Linked DNA regions of Mus musculus: regions 1 and 3 are each linked to region 2. The links are chromatin contacts, called in public promoter capture Hi-C maps. All regions are on one chromosome and are shown on one strand. The core of a region is the stretch at or near the end of the contact, and the rest is flanking DNA. Distances in the headings are between cores, read along the strand shown. Region 1 holds the start of H3c15 (H3 clustered histone 15). Region 2 holds the start of Mrpl24 (mitochondrial ribosomal protein L24). Region 3 holds the start of Gabpb2 (GA repeat binding protein, beta 2).

What was found. Promoter capture Hi-C pulls out the DNA fragments that hold promoters and counts their contacts.
Region 1: a contact with region 2 is called in a promoter capture Hi-C map of cranial neural crest. The contact joins the promoter of H3c15 here to the promoter of Mrpl24 in region 2. A contact is called at or near these places in 2 of 39 promoter capture datasets (the HPC-7 cell line and cranial neural crest).
Region 3: a contact with region 2 is called in a promoter capture Hi-C map of cranial neural crest. The contact joins the promoter of Gabpb2 here to the promoter of Mrpl24 in region 2.

What each region holds. Positions count from the first base shown.
Region 1 is chr3:96,236,470-96,240,845 of GRCm38.p6, forward strand. H3c15 (H3 clustered histone 15) reads right to left here and starts at 2,658. Exons shown (of 1, transcript NM_054045.4): 1 at 2,010-2,658. The coding sequence starts at 2,472. The coding sequence ends at 2,062. H2ac19 (H2A clustered histone 19) reads right to left here and starts at 3,905. Exons shown (of 1, transcript NM_178212.3): 1 at 3,310-3,905. The coding sequence starts at 3,781. The coding sequence ends at 3,389.
Region 2 is chr3:87,916,629-87,920,813 of GRCm38.p6, forward strand. It overlaps Mrpl24 (mitochondrial ribosomal protein L24), which reads left to right and starts at 2,916. Exons shown (of 6, transcript NM_026591.3): 1 at 2,916-3,077.
Region 3 is chr3:95,216,512-95,220,903 of GRCm38.p6, forward strand. Gabpb2 (GA repeat binding protein, beta 2) reads right to left here and starts at 1,431. Exons shown (of 10, transcript NM_029885.1): 1 at 1,078-1,431. Mllt11 (myeloid/lymphoid or mixed-lineage leukemia; translocated to, 11) reads right to left here. Exons shown (of 2, transcript NM_019914.4): 2 at 2,033-3,952. The coding sequence starts at 3,946. The coding sequence ends at 3,674. It overlaps Gm16740 (predicted gene, 16740), which reads left to right and starts at 946. Exons shown (of 4, transcript NR_108026.1): 1 at 946-1,547; 2 at 2,928-3,038.

The DNA of each region.
Region 1 (4,376 bases), core at 1,408-3,907, 8.3 Mb after region 2:
CTTCCTGGCTGTAAATTAGCTACTGTTATGAATCATGTAAATCTCTGTGTTCCTAATAGTCTTGGGCAACCCAGAAGCCATTTGGCCCCCAAAGGAACGGTTGTGACCCACGGGTTGGGAAGTACTCAGGCCTAAAGTTCCTTTCTCTTCCATTCTCCAACTGGCCAAGTTACCACATCTGCTTAACTGAAACTCTTAAGAGCCCCTTTCAGCCTCACTCTACCTGTGTCCATGTCTACCCTTGTCCTACAAGGTGAGGTTACCATCAGCTGTAAAAAACAAACAAACAAACAAAAAAAACCCAAAAAACCCACAATCCATTAATAATGCCAGTTCTGTGGCTGACTTTTCCTGGAAACACCTGAGATTATGATAATGTTCTTTTACAAGTTTATGTATGTATGTACGTATGTATGTATGTATGTATGTATGTATGTGCTCCCTAAGGTGGCTACTGCATTAAGCAGCGGTGTCCTGGAGAGGCCTGGTTCCAGGCTGGTTAAGAGGAGTTTTGGTCCACTAATCTGTATTTCCGCACACTGATTTGTACTGTCAGCTGGTTTTCTTCCCCAGTGAAAGAAGACTTAGGGCAACTTAGAGGAGAACCTGACTTAACTCACTCATGGTCAAGGTGCACAACTCTTGAGTAGCAGCCCCGGGAGGGAGACTGTGAGGCAGGCAAGTCACTGACATCAAAGGCTTACCTGTGATAGGAAATCAGAGATTAACCTAGAAGACTTCCTCTGTCTAATATCAGCCAGGTCCTGCCCTGCCTAGTATAAACTGCCCCCTCCTTTTCCTTTTCCCATTCTCTCCCATGTCCTTTGAGTCTTTGAGTTTGGCCAATGAGTACTCACAAGTCCTAAGAGAGAATAAGGCGACCTTAAAAGTGAGAACAGCAAAGGGAGGCCATAGCTCTCCTTCCTACGCTAGGGATCCCTGACTGCCTTACATACCATGACATACACAGCCTGTCAGCATCCAGAGCTCTTGTATTTAAATTGGTTGATATCTTGCTTTTAAATCTGCCTTAGTTTCAACTCATGGAGTAAATTTGCATGCTGAGGGGGTCTGCTTAGCCACTAAGAGCTTTGATGGACCAAAATCACTTAGTTCTAAGAACTTTTGGGCCCAACCTTTGAGGCAAAGCTCAGTAAGATGCTGGGGACAAATGGGCTGTCTCCACACAGCTTTAACTATTGCTAGTTTGCTCTCTGGAAGTTTCCGGCAGAAACCGAAAGGAAGGTCCATGACAGTGATCTCCATAAGGTATTTACTGTGCTCTTGAGTCTCAGGTCCGACACCCACCCCTGCAAAGACTGTCCTCACGCTAAGGAATTGTAAAGGGATTCCCCTTTGATATCCAGTGTATTTCGGTCCAGAAAGGTGCCTGCCAAAGTGGGAAGGGGGGAATGGAGTTGTCATTTTGAAGTAAATTAATAGGAGTAAGAGGAAAAACTACCCAATTGCCATTGAACCATATCATAGCAATAAATGCTGAATCCCAAGTAGCTAGCAGGTCTTCTAATCAAGTGTTAGAGAACAAAGCTTTATCACTGGATATTACTCATAGTCCACTTACCACCGACGTTGAGCCCCGTAAGCCTCAGACATTGCATTAAATGAGCAACAATAATCTTCAGTCGTCCAGAAGTCTGGTGATGTAATTATGAGCTGTAAGCTAGATCTCAGCCTTCAGCTACTTACAAAGCCTTCTCTGCTCCAGCTGGGTAGGAACATTACATAGTATCCACCAAGCCCCAACCCTCCGTAAGATTATCCCCTCCCCTTAGACTGAGGTGGTGAACCTACTTCGGGTTAACAAGCTAGGAGTCTGAATAAGACCGCAATTAACGTTAAACAACTTACACTAAGGGCATTCAAACCTTCCTTGAAAGCAACCATTATGTAGACATAACAGGTATAAGTCAGATACCAACCTAGAGCTATGGAGCGGGATAATGTGCGGACAAAGCTCTAAGCGAAGTAAACAGCTCTTTCCGGGAAGCTGTGGTGGCTCTGAAAAGAGCCTTTGTGGGGAATGGATGGGAGACAGGGCGCTTAAGCGCGCTCCCCACGGATGCGGCGGGCCAACTGGATGTCCTTGGGCATGATGGTGACGCGTTTGGCGTGGATGGCGCACAGGTTGGTGTCCTCGAACAGCCCCACCAGGTAGGCCTCGCTCGCCTCCTGCAGCGCCATGACGGCCGAGCTCTGGAAGCGCAGGTCCGTCTTGAAGTCCTGCGCGATCTCGCGCACCAGGCGCTGGAACGGCAGCTTGCGGATCAGCAGCTCGGTCGACTTCTGGTAGCGCCGGATCTCCCGCAGCGCCACGGTGCCGGGCCGGTAGCGGTGCGGCTTCTTCACGCCGCCCGTGGCCGGGGCGCTCTTGCGGGCGGCCTTGGTGGCCAGCTGCTTGCGCGGGGCCTTGCCGCCGGTGGACTTGCGGGCAGTCTGCTTCGTACGGGCCATGGCGAAGACGGAAGACACCCAAACGAGGAGCACTCGGGGACCTGATACCGGCCCGAGCCGGCCGCCTTTATAGGCGCAGTCTTCCCCGCGGCGGGGCGGAGACAGCGACTTGAAACTCCCGCGCTGCCGCGCCATTGGCCGTGGCGTCACCGGCCCCGACCTCGCCCATTGGCTCGGGCCCGCCACGCCACCTGACCCGCCCCCACCCGCCCCCCACGTCCAGCCCCGCGCCCGGTCCACTTGCCAACGTTCTGCGAGGGTGGAGCCACGTCTGGCAGCTGCCCGTAGAGGGCGGGTCCCGGCTCTGCCCAAGAGGAGCTCGCGCGCCCCCGCCCGCCGCCCAAAGTCCCAGGGCAGAACTAATCTAGTGTTTGTGCAGCACCGCCCAGCCACAGCCACAGTCCCAGCCCCAGTCCCCCATGATCCCTAGAGCCGGCCGCGTCCAGTCCTCGCGGGACACCTCCTCCTCCTAGACATTCCCCAAGGACCGGACGAGAGCGCGGCTGACTGCGACTTATGTCTAGATTGGCCTAGACGTCCTAGTTGAGTCTTAGTCCTGGGAAGGGTCAGGCGGGTGGACGCTGAGTGAGGGACAGTGTTGTGTAGGACAAGGGTGTGGGCAGATAGGGGCTAAATGCTTGGGACGGTCAGCGAGAACCGCGTATCCGCTCCGCCGAGGCAGGGCATGAACCAAAGAGCGACAACAGACTAACTACCAGGGGGAACCACGGGCAGGATGGGCAAGGAAGCAGAGGACACGACACTCTTACTTTTGGGGCAGGGCCAGGAAAGGCCACCAAGACCGGCTACCGTGACACAACTCTTTATCTGATTCAGTGGGTGGCTCTGAAAAGAGCCTTTTTAGGAGCTCGCGGGGGTTATATCACAGAGACGCGGGCCGACGCGAGCAGTGGCCTCACTTGCCCTTCGCCTTATGGTGGCTCTCCGTCTTCTTGGGCAGCAGCACGGCCTGGATGTTGGGCAGGACGCCGCCCTGCGCGATCGTCACTTTGCCCAGCAGCTTGTTGAGCTCCTCGTCGTTGCGGATGGCCAGCTGCAGGTGGCGCGGGATGATGCGCGTCTTCTTGTTGTCGCGGGCCGCGTTGCCCGCCAGCTCCAGGATCTCGGCCGTTAGGTACTCCAGCACCGCCGCCATGTATACCGGCGCGCCGGCACCCACACGCTCCGCGTAGTTGCCCTTGCGCAGCAGCCGGTGCACACGCCCCACCGGGAACTGTAGCCCGGCCCGGGAAGACCGCGACTTGGCCTTGGCGCGGGCCTTGCCTCCTTGCTTGCCACGACCGGACATCACGAAAGCGCAAACAGACGAACGGCCACAACCAGGAAACGGTACTCCGGCGCCGACGCCTCACCCTTTTATAGACGCAGACCCGATTGTCCGCCCGACGCTCTCATTGGCTCACACGCGTCCTGACGCCGTGGCCAATAGGAGCGCGCGGACAGAAGCCTCTCATTTACATAAGACCGGCTCCCTCGCCCCGGCGCCGCCCTGGAACGCGCGAATCACGACGCGCGTGCTCGGTGGCTTCATTTGCGTGCGGCCGTCGTTGCGACACTCCGCGGGTCGCCGGGCGGCTGGGCTTGCTCGCTGTTTCTCCTGCTCTGGAAGCTGGCAAAGTGTGCCCTGCATCCAAGAGGGCCTGAGTTAATCACTTACTTAAGTGTAGGTTTTCCTTCGAGGAATACTGGAAATTTAGTTTTTTATACCTAAGGAGTAGCGGATAATTCTCATAGCCTCTTTATTTTTCTACTTGAAACAGTGTAAAACCTACTTGTTTCATTTTAAGCGTTTATCGCTGGGAGCCTTACTTTAAAATCGTTAAATTTAAAGGTTATTTTCTTAATCCATACACATCTGAGAGTGCTTGAAAAGACCAAGTACA
Region 2 (4,185 bases), core at 1,666-4,165:
CTTTACTCCCACTCCAGCCATGCACGCACATGCGTGCACACACACACACACACACACACACACACCACTTGCAGAAATTGCCGATACTCTGGAGATGGAAGCAGGAGGATCAGAAGTTCGTGCTTGCCACACAAGTCAGATTACCTGAGTTCTATTCCTGAGTCCAAAAAAGCTGGTTGAACTACTAGGCTAGTTGGAATGCAGACAGGGGACTCCTGGTCGTGTATCATCTGCCTCTAGAATATGGAAGGAGAGGCCTGATTTCCTGGAATAGAACTTCTAACCCCCGTAGGTGTGTGGTGCCACTGGTGTCTGCACTCAGGCATATACAAAAAGACATACTTTTCAGAACCGAGGACTAAAAAGGGCCTTGTGCTGGGCTAAATTCCCAATCCCAGCAAGTAAAAAGCCTTTAAAAATGATTTGTAATAAAAATAAAATTCAGGGGGCTGGAAAAATGGCTTGGTGGTTAAGAGCACTGATTGTTCTTCCAGAGGTCCTGAGTCCAATTCCCAGTCACCACATGGTGGCTCACAATCTATAATGGGATCTGATGCCCTCTTCTGGTGTGTCTCAAGACAGCGACAGTGTACTCATACATAAAATCTTTTTAAAAAACAAATCCAGACTATATAGTAGTTGGAGAGTTGGTTCACAGTTAAGAGCACTTGTTCTTGTGGAGGACTTGGGTTCAAAGCTCACAACCAACTTCAGTTCCAAGGACTCTAACACCATTTTCTGATCTCCCTTGGCAGTGCACATAGGTAATACACAAATCTAAAGCTTTACTATATTTTTACTATATTTGTGAAGCTGTGCCACCAAGAACAATTGGCAGGAATCAGTTTCTCTTCCCACCATGTGCAAATCCAGGATTGAATTCAGGTCAGGCAGGTAGGAGCCTCTGTTGAGCTATCTGACCAGCCCAAGGAACTTTTTTTATTTAAGATTTAGTTTATGTATATGTACATAAGTACACTGTAGCTGTACAGATGGTTGTGAGCCTTCATGTGGTTGTTGGGAATTTAGGACCTCTGCTCGCTGCAGTTGGCTCACTTGCTCTGGTCAACTCTGCTCACTCAGTCCCTGCTCGAGGATTAGAGGCCTGTGCCACCACGCCTGGCGGCTGCAAGGATTTAAACTGAGGACCTTTGGAAGAGCAGTCAGTGTTCTTACCTACTGAGCCATCTCAGCAGCCCCTCCAAGAAGCTTTTTTAAAAAATCCTTTAAAGTAGCCGGGTGTGGAGGCGCACGCCTTTAATCCCAGCACTTGGAAGGCAGAGGCAGGCGGATTTCTGCGTTCTAGACCTGGTCTGAGTTGAGACTGGCCAGGACAGCCAGGGCTACACAGAGAAACTCTTGTTTCGAAAAACCAAAAACAACAACAAAAATAAACAACACCCACCCCCGTCTTGAAAAACCAAAAAAAAAAAAAAAAAAAAAGTCCTTTGAAGTTATCTGCAGATGTACAGCAAGCTTTGGAGTATGCATGAGACAGTATATATATAATCAGGGATGGTTGGAGATTCAGTTTCCTGTACATGTGTACTTCAGAAAAGAGAAACGGAGTATAGTCATGGGAAATACATGACTTTTGTCGAGACAGGTCACATATAGCCCAGGACACACACTAACTGTAGTGGAGGAGACCCGTTAACCGACTCTGCCAAGTGCTGAGTTCCAGCTGTAGACGTTCCTGATTGGTTTTTTGTTTTGTTTTGTTTTTGAAGTAGGATCTTCTTATTGGTCTCAAACTTAAAATTCTTTTGCCTCAGTCTCTTAAAAGTGTTGGGAAGAAGAGTTTGGTTCTTAGACCTTCAAGAGCAAGTCAAAATGTAGGGAGGAGAGGTTACCACTTAATGCTAGTTAGGTCGGTGACCACAGTCGGCTCTGAGTCCAAAGACAAGGTCTTAGCCAGGCATAATGATGCACACCTTCAATTCCAGCATTGGAGACAGGTGGGGAATCTGAGCTCTAGGCCTGCCCAGTCTGCATAATGAGTTCCAGGACAGCCAGAGTTTACATAGAACCTGTTTTTAAAAAATAAAAGGCTTTTAGGTAAGAATTACTGCTTTTAAGATAAATGTTTACTGAGCATGCAGTAAGCCTGGGATATGCAGTAAGGGCTGGGTTCAGTCTGGAGCATCATATAAAACCAGATTTGATGGTTAGCTCTCGCACCTGGGAAGGAACAGCAGAAGCCAACTAGCAAGTTTGAGGTGATCCTGGGCTACATGCACCACTCTCAGAAAACAAAAGCAGCTGAGAAGATAGAGCACTGTTGTTCTAAGTTCATCTTGCTGGGTTGCTGGTTTAGGGATAGGCCAGGTGAGGTTAGTTTGCCCACTAATGAAGTTTATAACATTACAAACTGTAGGGGAAAGCTGCTTCAAAGCTCGTAGTCATCAGCAAACTCAGGAATGAAAGGAAACATACTTAGTCTAATCAGAGCAGGAAGGTGAGTGGAGTCAAATAGCGAGCTGATAAAAGAGATCTGGTCTCTGCTAAATTTTGGTAGGGATGCCTGCCAGTCCACGGATGGTGAGAGGACAGGTGAACATGGTCGAAATCTTCCAGTACATTTCACACGAGTGATTGCTAATATAATATCACTCTTTTCTCTGAAAAGGCGGGGCATTTTTTTTTAATATGCCGCGTCCTGGTCCCTCAAGCAGAGAAGAGCCAGGACATAAAGGTGATCTCATCTGGAAATGGACACCCTTTGCTTTGAATTAGGAAGCCATAACTACCAAGAAAATGGAGCCATGTTCTCTGTGAACTACAACTCCCAGTGGTCTCCACGAAGAGCGCGAACGAACTTACGCAGCAAATTAGCATGTCTTTCGCCTTCAATTCCCGACATGCCTTTCCCAGTCTGGATTTCCTACGGTTGGCTAAATTTCCTGTTTCCTGTCCATTTTGTAGCAACGGACTAGAGTTCCCAGACGCTGGGAGGCTCGCTTCGGTTTTGTTTTGTTTTGAGCCTTCCTTTCCGCAATTTGACTACATCTCCCAAAAATCCGGTGGGTGGGGACTGCGGACGTAGAGAACGCACGTGGAAAGAAAGTTGCGGGGAGGTGAGGCTACTCAGCGACGGGGAAGGTCGGAAGGTGGATAAGCGAAGGGACTTCTTTTCCTAGTTTTAAACTGAGCCTTGGGCTCCTCTTTTGCTAGGACGTTGGAGCTATCCGCATATCGGGGTGAGTCTGACGAGGGAATTACTTGAGGCGGTGACCTGAGGACTTGTACTGAGAAGAAAGCCAGCCCCACCACGGAAGTGACACTAGCTAGCATCTAGGTTGTGTAGGGAACCAAAGGGAAAGATGGAGTGGGGGCCTGTCCGGGGCCTAAAGGAGTTTTTAAAACAAACAAGCAAGACCCCCCCCCCCCACACACACACACATACACACTTGTGATGCTGCATGCTAAGAGAGGGCAAGGTTTTCCTGGATCTTGCTGTTAGCATCCCTTACTGAGTTCTCAGTTTTCGACTTGTCAGGTAGTAGTTAGTGCTTAGTAATCGTGTATTTGATCTAGATAGAAATAGTCCCCGTGTTTCTCTAGCATCATGGTAACACTTGACTTTGCTCCCATCTCTTATCCTGAAATGTATAAAAAAAGGAGTAATAGTTCACTTATGCAAAATGCTTGCCTGTTATATGTGAATCCCCAAGTTTGATCACCAGCACCACACACACATACAAATCACAAAACATGATAAGATTATGGGCAACTTTTCATCGCTGTTGTTAGGCTTCTGTGAGATGCTATTTAGCATGGTACCACGCCAGTAGCAACTGTTTTAGAAAGCTTACTGCATGCTAGGCTAGCATTTTTACATTGAGCGTTTTTACTTTGTTGGTTTCATTCAGATAGGTTTCTCATTATAGCTCAGACTGATAATGTTTTTTTTTTTTTTTAAGATTTATTTATTTATTATATGTAAGTACACTGTAGTTGTCTTCAGATACACCAGAAGAGGGCACCAGCTCTCATTACGGGTGGTTGTGAGCCACCATGTGGTTGCTGGGATTTGAACTTCAGACCTTCGGAAGAGCAGTCGGGTGCCCTTACCCACTGAGCCATCTCACCAGCCCCGATAATGTTTTTATAAAGACGAAGGATATGTTTTGAAGAGCGCAGTAAGATGTGGTGGGAGGTGGTACCTCAGTGGGCATCTCTCCC
Region 3 (4,392 bases), core at 181-2,680, 7.3 Mb after region 2:
CACTTGCCTCTGAGCTATACTCCCAACCCTGCCTCCTAGGAATAGGAAGCCAATAAAATACAAAACAAGACCAGGAGACCTTTCTGGGTCAAGTAGCACAGGCTGGCCTTGAACACCTGGATCTTTCTCTCTCCTCTTCTCAAGCACTGAGTACTTAGTGTTCAGAACTTTCAATAAATATTTTAATAACCATGGAGTGCCTGAGCACTTGACAAAGCAGCCCATTACCAAAGAATAATAACTTTTGTTTATCATTTGGGTGTGGTGGTTTGTTCTTTGCAAAGCATGTACAAAAAACATGGCTCACCTCAGTAATTCCAACACTCCAGGGGCTAAGGTTAGAGAATCGCTGTGAGGCAGCCAATCCAAACTACATAGTAAGACCCAAATATTGGATTGGAAACTAGAGAAAATCCTTTATAGGAAGAGGGAGACAGCAGAATTCCTGGAGGAAATCTGTGACAAGAGGTGCACGCTAAGAAAGAAAGCAATTGAAGAATTCTCGGTCTGTACTTTTTTTTCTTTTTCTCCCCCCCCTCACCCCCCACACATTCCCACTGGGAGGCCAGCTGTACAAGCATCTGTGTTGAGAACTGGATATAAGTCCATGACTGCTCTTGTTCACATTATGAACTTACTAAAGTTTCACGTTATTACTGGACCTTGAAAAGTCCAGTTCCCACTTCCTCCCTAGTCACATATCCCTCAGTTTTTGACATCAGCACTCTGCCAAACTCAGGGGCGCCAACTTGCAAGTGGGAGCCCCAGTCTGTAGTGGCAGCCCGGACTCCTGCGCCACACCGCCCCCTCGTGGTCACCCCATGTGGCCTTGGCTTCCCGGAGTCCAGCTCCCCAGCCCCAGGTCTTCCACCCACCCCCTTCACCTCCCAGTCCCCTCCCCTTCCTCCCGACAGCATCCCCTTCCTCTTGGTCCCTCTCCCCCCCGCCGCCACCCCCGCTCCGGCAGTGTGCAGGCCGGCGCCCACAGGTCCTGGCCGGGCTGGGCCGGCCACTTATCACTGCCCCTTGCATCGCAGTTCGGAAGCTCCGGAACCCTGCGTGTCCTTTCCCCCTCACCTATTCCGGAGCGCTGCCGGCTTCGCTCTCACTGGGCCCGCCAGTTTGGTCCCGTTTCTTTCTCTAGTTAAGACTCCTTGCCAGCGGCCTCACTTTTCGGCCTTTTCACATATGCATATTTGGGGGGGCCCTTACCCCCCCTCACGGAGAAATGGAGGCAATAAAATGGCGGACCCGGAAGTGAAGGCGCTGTGACTATACGTCCTGGCGGAGGAATCTGAAGGAAATGGGTTAGCGGAGCCACTTTGCCCTTCTCTCAGGACCTCAACGCACCTCTGAGTCCGACTCCTTCCTACTGAGGACCTCGTGAGCTGGAAAAACGTATACCGCGGGCATCCTGAGCGGGACTACTTAGCGAGGCGCAGGATCACCGATTACGTGGCTTACGTGAGGGATAGTTCCGGCAGGGGACGGACGCAGATGGTAGTTTTGGCGCCAACCAGTGCAGCGCTCGGAGGAACTGGTTACTGGTGCGTGTTGGCGTCCGCACTCTACCTTCCTGCTGGTTCAACGCCGGGCTAACTTGAGGGTTGGGGGAGAATCTTGCTTCCGCTATTCGGGACCTTCTGGTTATGCACTCCTGTCTGACCGGACACTTTCCCAGTGTCCTGAATATAGGTCAGGAAAGAACCCCTGAACTTTTGGGGGGAAGACTAGAATAGGATGGGACATGAAATTGCATGTCTTTCATTTACCAGTCTATCTTGGTTTCTGTTCACCATTTTAACTGATATAAGGACCGAGAGAAAGCTCGGAGAAAACCTTTCAAAAATCAATAACAGGACGCTGGAGCAATGCCTTAGGAGACCCCAGTTCAATTCCCAGCACCCACATTGCAGCTTACAACTGCCTTTAACTCCAAGATCTGACACCCTCACACAAGCAAGCATACATTTAGGCAAAACACCAATGCACACTAAAAATTAAAATCAGTAATAATAACAAACACGCCTTTGATCACAGCAGGAGGCACAGGTCTCCTAATTTAATACCAAAGTGCTAGGCCCACCCTAGCAGAGTCCAGCAGAGTCAGGTGGATTTCTCTGAGTTCAAGGCCCGCCTCCGAAGAAAACCACACAAATTTAAAAGTTAATAATGGGCTGGGGGGCGTGGCTAATCTCTGAGCACTGGCTGCTTACAGGGGAACCCTAGCAGGGCCTTGTAGATGCTTGGCAAGCCCTTCTACCATTGAGCTATGTCCAAATCCTAAATTGTTCTTCAAAGTCAAATATTAGACAGACAGAAGGAAGCGCTGGAGAGATGACTCAGTGGTTAAGAGCACTGACTGCTCTTCCAGAGGTCCTGAGTTCAATCCCCACCAACCACATGTTGGCTCACTTGTAATGGGACCCAATGCCCTCTTCTGGTGTGTCTGAAGAGTGCAACAGTGTACTCATATATAGTATAGTAAATCTTTTTAAAATAAAAAGAAAAGCTTCACTTAAAAAAAAAAAGAAAGAAAAAAAGATAAAAGGGAAAGCTGGATTCGGAAGTGTGAGTAAAATCTGTAGTACTTCATTGGAATGGAAAAAACTAAGCCCCAGACTTAGGATTTAACGTCTTTATTCCATAAATGAATAAACAGCTCCGCAATTCATCTGCAATAGCTTTGGAAGGAATGGGGACGGGTAGGGTCTGAACATAACTGCTTACTTCACGGTCTTATGGCGGCCAAAGAACTGTGTCAGGAATCACTGATTCCTATCACATACTGCAACTACAGAAAGGCAAAGCTAAAATACTTAGGACCAAAACATCTGCCTGTTCCATGACAAAATCACAATTTTATATAAATTCCCCTAATAATACTCTGGTGTTTCTTTAGATCAGATACATCTTTTGTCTTTTAGGAATTATCCTCATAGTGAAGTTTCCCTGTGAAGACTCAAATCTGATTTTCTGAGCATTTCTACCCACAGCTGGAAGCAGAGCTGGATATTAAAGGAGCTACCTCTGAAACGGTGCGATGTTTTTCCTCATCCCACTCCTTTGTTTCCCACCTTTAACTGCCTGCGTGTTTCTGGGGAAGAGAATGCATTGTAAGCAGCAGCAGCATTTCTTATCTTAGCCTTTTAGAAATCCTGTTTTGTAGAAAGTGTCTCAAAACTTCCAGGTTCTCATTACTTCTTGAAGCAGTATTTGCTTACTGGCCTGGTAGAGGACATTAGGGAGGCTCAAGTAATCTTTGAAGTTGATTAAAATGTAACAAACAAACAAAATAATTGGTCTCCCATTTTGCACAACTGTACCTCTCTGTGGTGCCTCAAATAAGGGTGATTCTTTTCTGGGATTAGTTAATATTCTCCGGGCTGACGGGAGGAAATCCTATGATCTAGTACTCCATTGATTAAACCCTTGACTTTGTGCCTAGAGGGCTTTTGAGAGAAACGGAGTAGGCAGATAAATAAATAAATAAATAAATATAGATAGATAAATAAGTACGTACATACATACAAACCTACAATTCAATTGGCAGATTCATCAGCACCACCAGCACAATAGAGGGAAGAGAACAAGATTAAAGTGGAAGGCTTAGAGAGGAAGGGACTTAAGAGGGAAGATAATGAAGGTACGGGGTGGGAGAGAGATCTTGGCCTTAAAGCAAGTCCAGGTCGACAGAGTGGATGCTGGCAATAGGCGCTCTCCAGAAGTTGAAGGTGCTGTACTCAAGGAGGGGGTCACCTTCAGGGTTCTTCTGCTCCGTCCCAGATGCCTGCCCGTTCATTTTGCCAACGCTGCTGCTATCCTTGCTCTCGTAGGTAGGTGTATCTGACAGGCCCAGGCCTTCCAGCTCCGACAGATCCAGTTCTGGGATGGGCATCCTCCAGAAAAGAAAGGAGCTGTACTGGCTACTTACAGGGTCCCTCATGATCCCCTGAGGAAGAGCAAATCACGTGTTAGTCTCCACGATAGAGCAAGCTCCTTGCCCCGTGCTTTCCCTTGCTTAAGTTGTTCTTTTCTGTGTGCTCTAGTGAATCAGTCAGGTTTTCTAAGACGAATATCAAGAACTCTTTTGCTATTTACCACCAGGCTCCTACCTTCTCCCCACCTCTGGCTGACCAGACTGCCTACTGCACAAGGTTCTTCTTGGCTCTAATTTTAGCTCTAGTAATATACCTCAGGCCTTATGCACACTAGGCAGGAACTGAATCATGCCATCCCCTCTGGGTCTGATTTTTGAGGCTTTCCAAAGTCCGTCCCCATTCTTTATTTGTGTGTGGTATTGAGGGTTTGACAAGACGCTGGTGTGTGCTAGGTGAATGTTCTAACATTATACCCTCAGCCCTCTCTGTACCTTTACTAAGACAGGATAGT